Regions from separate parts of the Zea mays genome. Here region 2 is linked to region 1. Evidence: chromatin contacts called from public Hi-C data. All regions are on one chromosome and are shown on one strand. Each heading gives the region's core, a stretch centred on a gene start, on an enhancer-like site or on the middle of the called end of the contact. The rest is flanking DNA. Distances are from core to core; before and after follow the strand shown.

Region 1 (4,256 bases), core at 728-3,227:
CATTTAATATGGAATGATCATTTGAAATAGCAATTTTACCCAAACCTTTAACCTTTCCTTTGCGATTATCTCCAAATGTGATACTATCATAACTTGAGCAATCTTCCACACTCATTTGGGTGAACATTTTCATATCTCCGGTCATGTGTTAAGTGCATCCACTATCCAACACCCAATGATTCCCTCCCGCCTTGTAGTTCACCTTAGCATCTCCCTTTGCCATGAGACAATGAGGGGATGAGAAAAGTGAAGGGGCTTCCTTGATGGCAATTCTGGCATTAAGCTTGGATGAGGTGTCATCATCATCATCATCATCATCCGAGCTAGCATCCGAATCCCATTCAACTAGGTAGGCTTTACCATCTTTCTTCTTCTTGTAGAATTTCTTCTTCTTCCGAGCTATCATAGAAAGACAAAGACAAAAGGGGAAAGGGAAGGAAGCAGCAGATCAACAAGTGAAGCATTCAAAATAAAGAACTTCTAGAGTTGATTAGTGAAGGCCAAGTTTTTGAAGCAATAGAACATCCTGATGGGCCGATCAACCAGGGATATGGACCCAACTGAAAGACGTACTCATGCTAAGGTTGTAAAGATGGTCAAAAAGAACTTGGCCTGGTAGATGACGAAGAAGAGGATCCGGAAGCAGAACTTGAAGAGAAGGAAAATTAGATTTATGTAGTCTTTAAATCATCATGTAATTATATTTTAATTATTATACACTTTATAATTTTTAATTCGACAAAAAATATTATGTTGTGTGATTTCTGATCATTGAAATAAATCTGCGTGAGTTAATTAATTTTAAAATAAAAAAGTTGGTGTGGCTATAGACTGAGGATGTAGCCTGCTGCAGACTATACATTGGAGTAGCAGGGACGAGAGTGGAGTTGAGAGTTAATGTGGCAGAGGTGAGAGGGGGATGGTTAGAGCTAGAAACGAGTAGAACCGAGCTCGGCTCGTCTACAACACGAGCTCAAGGATGAGGCTCGCCTTGGCTCAAAGTTCGATCGTGTGCTGGCTTGGCTCGGTGCGAGCCACACTTTGATAAATATAATTATATTATATATTAAATTAATATTATTTAAATATGAAATATAATATCATTATTCAATATTATAAGCAATTGAAAATTTTAATTGTTATCTATTTTATCATTAAAGTCTAAGAAATGAATCGATAATCCATTATGATTTTATAGATTAATTAATTCAGTACAGTTGACGCAGTCAGAACAACTGATTCTATAAATTAATTAATTCAGTATAATTGACGCAGTCAGAACAACTCGGCTCATTCCCCGACGAGCCTAAAATTTAGGTTCGACTCTTCTTGAGACTCGCGAGTCGGTTCAATCTCGAGCCAGCTCACGAGCCTCAAACTTATTTTTTAGTCCTAGATGGTGCACTAGAACTTCATTAGGTCTGAACTTCATTAGGTCTGTGACTCCGTATAATATGTACTAAGAGTTATATTCTTTGTTTTTTTATTTATTACGTTTTAGTTTAAAAATAAAATAACCGATGATAAATGGCAACGATTAATATGCAAGCAGCCATTATGTGCAAGCGTACAAGCAGATCTTTTAGTCCGTTAGATCTTGATCTAACTGTATGCTATATTTAGCATTTAAATCCTCTCACTACCATCTCGTGTAGTTTTATAAAAAAAACCCTAACAAACCACGGTTACACATACGGCTGGATCTAGATCTAACGGATCAAAAAAGCTGTTTACACACTTGCACATAGTAACTGCTTGCATAATAGTCGTTGCCATGATAAATAGCCCAGAACTGATGTTGTTTGGAGCGATGAAATGAAAAGAATAGAGAGAGGCAACCATACCAAAACGCATGGCGAGGAGGAACGGCTGACACACAATTTCTCAGGACTCAGGAGGGACGAGCAGAGTTTCAACTCTGGAAAGAGGAAAGTGAAGGCGGCCGAAACCGAAAACCAACCACACCACCCAGTAGAAGTCGCTGATCGTGGCGGAGAGGGACAACCACACACAGTTCCCTCAGCCTCTGGCGGCAGAGGCTGAGCCGGGGAGGCGCCTCCCTCTCCCCTCCCTCGCCTCCTACTCTCCTGTCTTTCTCCAATGGCGGCGATTACCGCGCCGCCGGCCCCTCATCCGGCCTCCACCTCATGCCGCCGCCGCGCGCCACTCATCCGCTTCGCCGCCTCCTCGTCCCCGTCCTCCCGCTTCCGCCCATCCTCCTCCTCCTCCTTCCCGGGCGCAGCCGGCAGCAGCAGCGGCGGCGGGGGCGAGATCCTCCACGTCTCGCCGCTTCCCCCGCCCGCCGCGCCCCCGGGGGCCCCCGTCTACGTCACGCTCCCAGCCGACGTCGTCGGCCCGGGGGGCCGCGTCGCGCGCCGCCGAGCCATGGGGGCCTCGCTCGCCGCCCTTGCCGCCGCCGGCGTCGCGGGCATCGCCGTCGAGCTCTGGTGGGGCGTCATCGAGCGCCACCGCCCCGGGGAGTACGACTGGGCCGGCTACCTCGAGCTCGCCGCCATGGCCCGACGCCACGGCCTCCGCGTGCGCGCCATCCTCGCCTTCCACCAGTGCGGCGCCGGACCACATGACCCGCCCTGGTGCGTCTCTCCACCCCTTGCCTTCATCATCAGCTCCTACGAAGATCCCTCTTTTTTTCTCCCCCGTCCCACCCTCTGCTATGCTCTTCACTTCCTTTTGTTAGGTTCAACTATACGTACAGTAGTACACGTATATGCTTCAGAGTTGAACACATGTGGACGGGGTGCATGTGGAAACTCACTTCTTTGGAACAAATTGTAGATAAAAAAGGCTGCATTTATACTTCTCGGTGGTATAATGCTATGCGCAGTTGTTAATTGCTAATGTCTATGGGCCATGCAAGTATGGTCAGCTCATCATTTAAACTTAAATTCACATCGTGGTGGAGTTGAACACATCTGCTGACTGCTGCCCAACTTGAAGATTGATGACCAATTCAATTCATAACTATTTTGCTAGGTTGTGTAACTATTTGTGTGGCGATCTGGTTTCTCTTCAGAATTGACCGAATTTATTGGTAATTGTGGTTATATCATTAGCTACACGCGACATGCACTTTTGCGGTGCTATGTGGCACAGAGCATTTAGTAAAAAAATTCCATTATTTGTCGACGCTCACGATCTATGATTTGTTATTTTAGCTCATGATGTATGTAATGCAATGCCTATAAAATAGTTGGATTTTATTTACTGCTATCGTTTAGCACTGGTATTCTATACACCGCTAAATGGTAATGAGCATGCTTGCTCATGGATTCCCTATCTAAACATCACAGATTGCCATGCTAAGCATGACCGCATTGCACTGATACCGCTCGCATTACATTGAAGAGAAGTGCTTCCCTTACACACGTGTGCACCCAACAATAAGGCTACAATTAAGGTCTAAAGCAGAGAAATCTAAAAAAACTCGACCTACGGGGTATGGCAGCCCCCGAGTATTGCACTATTAAGACCTTTTCACGCAGTTCGAGAAAACCGCTGAACCATACCCTACCCATACACAAAGGCATCATAGCCCATGTGAGAATGACCATGACCAGAGCCGGATCTTAGACCTGTGCTAGTATGGGGCAAACAAGGATTTTTTTTTAACTCTAGCCTGAAATTCGCTCTCACGAGAAGTCAAACTCAGGACATGAGAAGTGCTACATTAAGACCACCTAACCAACTCAGTCAGAGGCCTTTTCGAGAAGTAGATGAATCTAGTGGAGAGGGAGGGAGACTGATAACCGTTGTAAATTTTGCTGTTTGAGCTCAACTCAACTGCTCAAGTCATTAGGGTCCACTTCAATATGATCATGTGAAGCCTAAATGAATTTTTGTAACTTGTATCTGAGCATTTTAAGTTTTTAACCAATGGATTGCCTCAAAACATCATTCTCTTTTATATCAGATGTGCTGGTAACAATTCCTTCCCAAAATGACAGCTACAGTTAAATTGGAACATTTATTCGTATGATCTACCAAGTAATGTGAAACTATATGGCATTGTCTCAGCTGTTCATGAAATAGATCCCCAATGAGGTTACCATTTAGTAAATGTTTTTCCTTCTTGCTGTTTCAAGGTGTCCTGTTACAACCAACTTATTATTAATTTCTTTTTGTTGCTGTGGTGTAAAAGTTCAATCAGTTGTTTTTGCATTGATGCACACACAAGCATATCTCTTTTTTGTTCATGGTTGGAATTTACTACCTTTCCAGGATTCCTTTGCCACAAT
Region 2 (4,256 bases), core at 1,232-3,731, 640 kb after region 1:
ATTCATTTCATCTCCATCAAAATCAGCATTGTAAGGGTATGTAAAAGCTCTTCTTCTGCCGCTTCACCTGGGACCAAAGCATAATCGAGTAACAAAACCATATCAATTGGAATGGGGTTTTGTGCAGAGGCTGTGCACATTGTACATTGAACCAACAGAAATAATTGAAGTTCCTGTAGGAAACTAATTGGCGTTCATTATACCTGCAGCCTTTTGTCCTGTCTAACTCTTTCTTTTAGTGGTCACGTGTAGGGCATATAGAAGTTTTCATGAGACTTGCCATTCCTCCCAAATTCAATGCCGCATTGAACAAGAAAACTTCTTTACAAATCGGGCAAGGTTTTCAGTTGTCTAATGGAGGTAAAAAAACAAAGTAACCAGATGGTACCATACAAGACCTATTCATTCACAATGATGATTTTTCAAGCAATGCCAAAATTTTGAGATCATTGGCCTGCTGCAACTGCAATAAAGGCACGAACAGGAGTGGGCAAGTGAAAGCTTACTAATCCCCGGAAGGTCCATCTCGAGGCCCACAAGCTCGAGGAGCTTGAAGCCGTCCATGTCCGGCATGTGGACGTTGCTGATCACAAGGTCAAACTGGTCCTTCTTCTCCCTCAGCAGCTCAGGGCCGTGGCTGCCTGTCCCATTGTTGTCACTGCGACATCACAAATCCGGACAGTTCAGCGCATGTATAGCTGTATACAAGTCAAAGCCCCCCGGAGGAACACATTATACATGTGGAATCACTCGACTCCGAGGAAAGTTAGCGAGAACGATTTTTTTCCTTACGTTGAACAAAACCAGACCACGGTGGAGATCGGAAATGGACAGCCAGAAATTGCAGGACACACAAGTGTACATAAATCGCGCAGCTGGCGGTTGGAAAAGCTTTGGAAGATAAGATTGTTCTAAATATAGCCGTGTGCCAGCGCATGGTACAAATAAAATCGGATCGGCAGAGTCAAACCCGATTATTATTTGCAGAAGAAAGAAGATGAAACTGAGCCTGACATGACATTACATGGCAAAAAATATTTCATGGTGAAAACAACAGGAGGAGGATGAAGTGGGGGTGGCGCATAAAGTCGGGGTTGCTATTTATGTGATGAAAAAAATGCAAAAACAGCAACCCAAATATCTCCATAGACTTCTTGATAGTTGGTACGCGAACAACGGAAACTAAATAAAACCAAACCGAAGAGCCGAATCGGGGACAATAAAGGTGAAAAAGAACGGCAGGATGTATATACAATCCGATGAGAAGAGTAGGAAACCAAGCATACAGGGAAGTACCATGGTACTGGCAGCGGAACAAGAGGTTCTCGAGGACCTTGAGGCAGGTCGGGTCGTCGTCGACGGCGAGCACGCGCATGCCGACGGGGAACTGGTCCTTAGGCCGTGGCCGCCGCTGGCCCTTGCCTGCAGCTTCAGCTCGTCGACGGTCATCTCCGGTGGCTCCGACTCGGCAAATCCAACAGCAGCGAAAGCCGCAGAACCAAGAAACCAAGCACCCGGATCACCCAAGGTCCCTCCTGTACGTACGCAGGTAGTAGGCAGGAAGGCAGGCTCACAAGGGCGGTTGTCTGGATCCTAGAAATCCAAGAAACGGCGGGGAAAGGCGGGAGGTCGAAGCAGGGGAGGAGAGGGAGAGCAGCACCAGGAGAACGCAGACAGAGAGAGAGGGGCAGGCAGCAGCACTCACTCACGAGACCGTCCACCGCGATGCGCTCTCTTGCCCGTGCCCTCGTCCTCCCCTTCCCCCTCCACCTCCGCGACGCCCGCAGTAACCTCGCCACGCCACATTGCGTGCGAGCACCAACCGTGGTGAGCACGGATCGAACGTCGAGGCGGGACGATGACGGCTAGCAACGCCGCGTCCATCACCGGCGCCGCCACGCACGGCGCGACGGGGTCCGATGGGGGCATGGTGGTGAGGTCGAGGGGGAGCCAGCAGATTGGGCTCCAGTACGGCGACGACTGTCGGCAGTCGCAGACTCACGCGCACAAAGCGTCATGGGAGAGGGCGTCACGGGGGAGGGTGGTGGGGGCGGACAGCGGTTGTCTCGCGGAGTCGCGGCCATCGCGTGGGGGTGACAGGATGGGCGACGTGCGGGGCGAGTTGGGGCACGGTATTGCATCTGCTTGCCGGCCATGGCCGTCGTCGAGGTCGTGGGATCGGAGGTTTCGTGTGGTGCGGTGAGCCATGGGGGTTACGCGGGGGAGGGGCATCGGGGGTGGAGACAGAATCGGGAATGAGAATAGGAATGAGAACGGTAGAAACAGGAATGAGAATGGCAGAATCAGTAATGGCAGCCTACCTCTTACCTTCTTCATAGTAGTAAAGATATCTTGGTGAGTCCTCTGTATGCTTGCGCTAGTGTAGTTCCTTGTTAGGCGACATATCTGACTGAATTTTGTTGTTTCTTGCAAGTTACTTTCACCGTTTTTTTCTTGCATTGTTGATCTTGGTCGATTGGCGTTTCCATTGCATTTTCTTGTGTTGGGTTGTCGATGGTTGATCGGGCGTCGTGTTCTTATTGCAGTTCCTGGACAGAGGGGGCCCACGGATGGGAATGGGATCAGCATAGAGCCGTGGTGGCGCAGCCCACGATGCAATTTCCTCAGTACCCTCCGTATTTTGTTTCAGGTGAGTCCTCTACTCCTCTATAGTATTATTTGCGACTTGTTTCTTGCAATCTCATCTTTTTATGCGTTGTATGGTTGATCACCATTCCCATTATATGTTTCTGTTGGATTGGGTCGTCTGGTTGATCGGGCGTCATCTTCTTGTTCGTTCAGTGCTTCCGTTCACTGCTGCAGTTCTTGGGTAGGGTGCCACCAGCTGGGATCAGCATGCGGCCATGGTGGCGCAGTCCACGATGGCACGATGCGACCCCCTTACTACCTTGTGCCCGGTGGTGTAGCGGTGGCACAGCCAATGCCATACCAGCCGACATAGTTGCAGCATCGGTATCAGATCTTAGAGGGTGTGCAGCATCAGCGGTAACAGATCCTGGGGGCTGCAGACCAGCAGGCTCAGCTCCAGCATCAACAACAGCTCTGGGAGGTTACACAGCAGGAGTCTCAGTTCCACCACCACCACCAGCAGCAGAGGGCTGACGGGGTTCCACAATTGATCATCAACAATATCTAGCAGGACATGATGACGGAGATGTGTGCACTGATTGGCACACTACTGGATGCAGCTGCAGAGGAAGGATCAGACAAACAATTGCGCTACATTGGACTGGACTCCGAATTCTGTGTGCCCGATGGCGTAACTGGAGAGCCTTTGGAGCCCAGCACATCTGACGCACACTATAGGCAAGTCCTGGCATATGTGAATGGAGGTAATCTGGTTCAGCTTGGACTGGTGTTTGTAGATGCTCGATTCAACATCATCGGAGGGCGAGCTTTTTAGTTCAATTAGGGATGGTAACGGGTCGGGTCGGGTCGGATATTGGAAATATCCGCCCGTAGTCAAATCCACAGTCATAGACAATATCCGCCCGCGACTATACCTGCGGGTAGAAATTCATATCTATATCCATGTCCATCGGGTTTTGGATATCCATTAGATATCTATCGGATATGAAAAAGAACCATTTTCAGCAATTGAATAACATAATTAATCAAATTTCTTCCCAATTCAACATCATACACAACTTAAAATTTAATAAAAAATTTAAAGAAATATACATGTCCTTCAACAAGCAACATTCTTAACATGACAAAAATACATGTCTACATGTCTCAACATGAAAACAAATAGATGACAACAAATACATGTCTACTTTTGGTCTTCAACCTTTTGCCTTCTGATTCTGATCCGAGTGTAGTGTTGAGCACTTGAGCTAGCGCTATAGTAGCTATGTTTGAATTTTTTTAGTCAATGATAGTAGAATCATGTTCATCCTGGCAAACAACAAAATAGCTAAATGGTTAAATCAATGATCAGATTCGATAAATGGTTAAATCAATGTTCATCCTGGTGGAATCATGATCATGTTCATCCCGTGGGCGTCATGCTCCTGCTGGGCGACGCGTCGTGCTCCTGCTGGCCGCCTGGGGGCTGAGCCGCTGGGGCGAGGAGCCAGGAACGTCGAACGCAAGGCTGCAGCCTGCTGCCTGCACGTGCTCGGTGGCTGGGGGCTGGGCAGGGGATGACCGAATGAGGGTTGAGGGGATTAGGGTTTGGGTTGGGCGTTTGGCACTTTGGCTGAATGGTGCCTTGGTGGGCTGGCGGCTGGGCT

Evidence for each region. A called contact is a pair of places that touch in the nucleus more often than the background predicts.
Region 2: a Hi-C map of ear shows a contact between it and region 1, with 2.2 times the contacts expected there. The contact joins the promoter of LOC103635029 here to the promoter of LOC100194176 in region 1. A contact is called at or near these places in 3 of 25 Hi-C or Micro-C datasets (ear, leaf mesophyll and tassel).

The regions. Positions count from the first base shown.
Region 1 is chr8:30,071,225-30,075,480 of Zm-B73-REFERENCE-NAM-5.0, forward strand. LOC100194176 (Beta-amylase 3 chloroplastic) reads left to right here and starts at 1,978. Exons shown (of 4, transcript NM_001139224.1): 1 at 1,978-2,594; 2 at 4,240-4,256. The coding sequence starts at 2,101.
Region 2 is chr8:30,714,079-30,718,334 of Zm-B73-REFERENCE-NAM-5.0, forward strand. It overlaps LOC103635029, which reads right to left and starts at 2,482. Exons shown (of 14, transcript XR_004851935.1): 1 at 2,329-2,482; 2 at 507-658; 3 at 204-351; 4 at 1-61. It overlaps LOC100381574, which reads left to right. Exons shown (of 4, transcript XR_002264656.2): 3 at 2,547-2,650.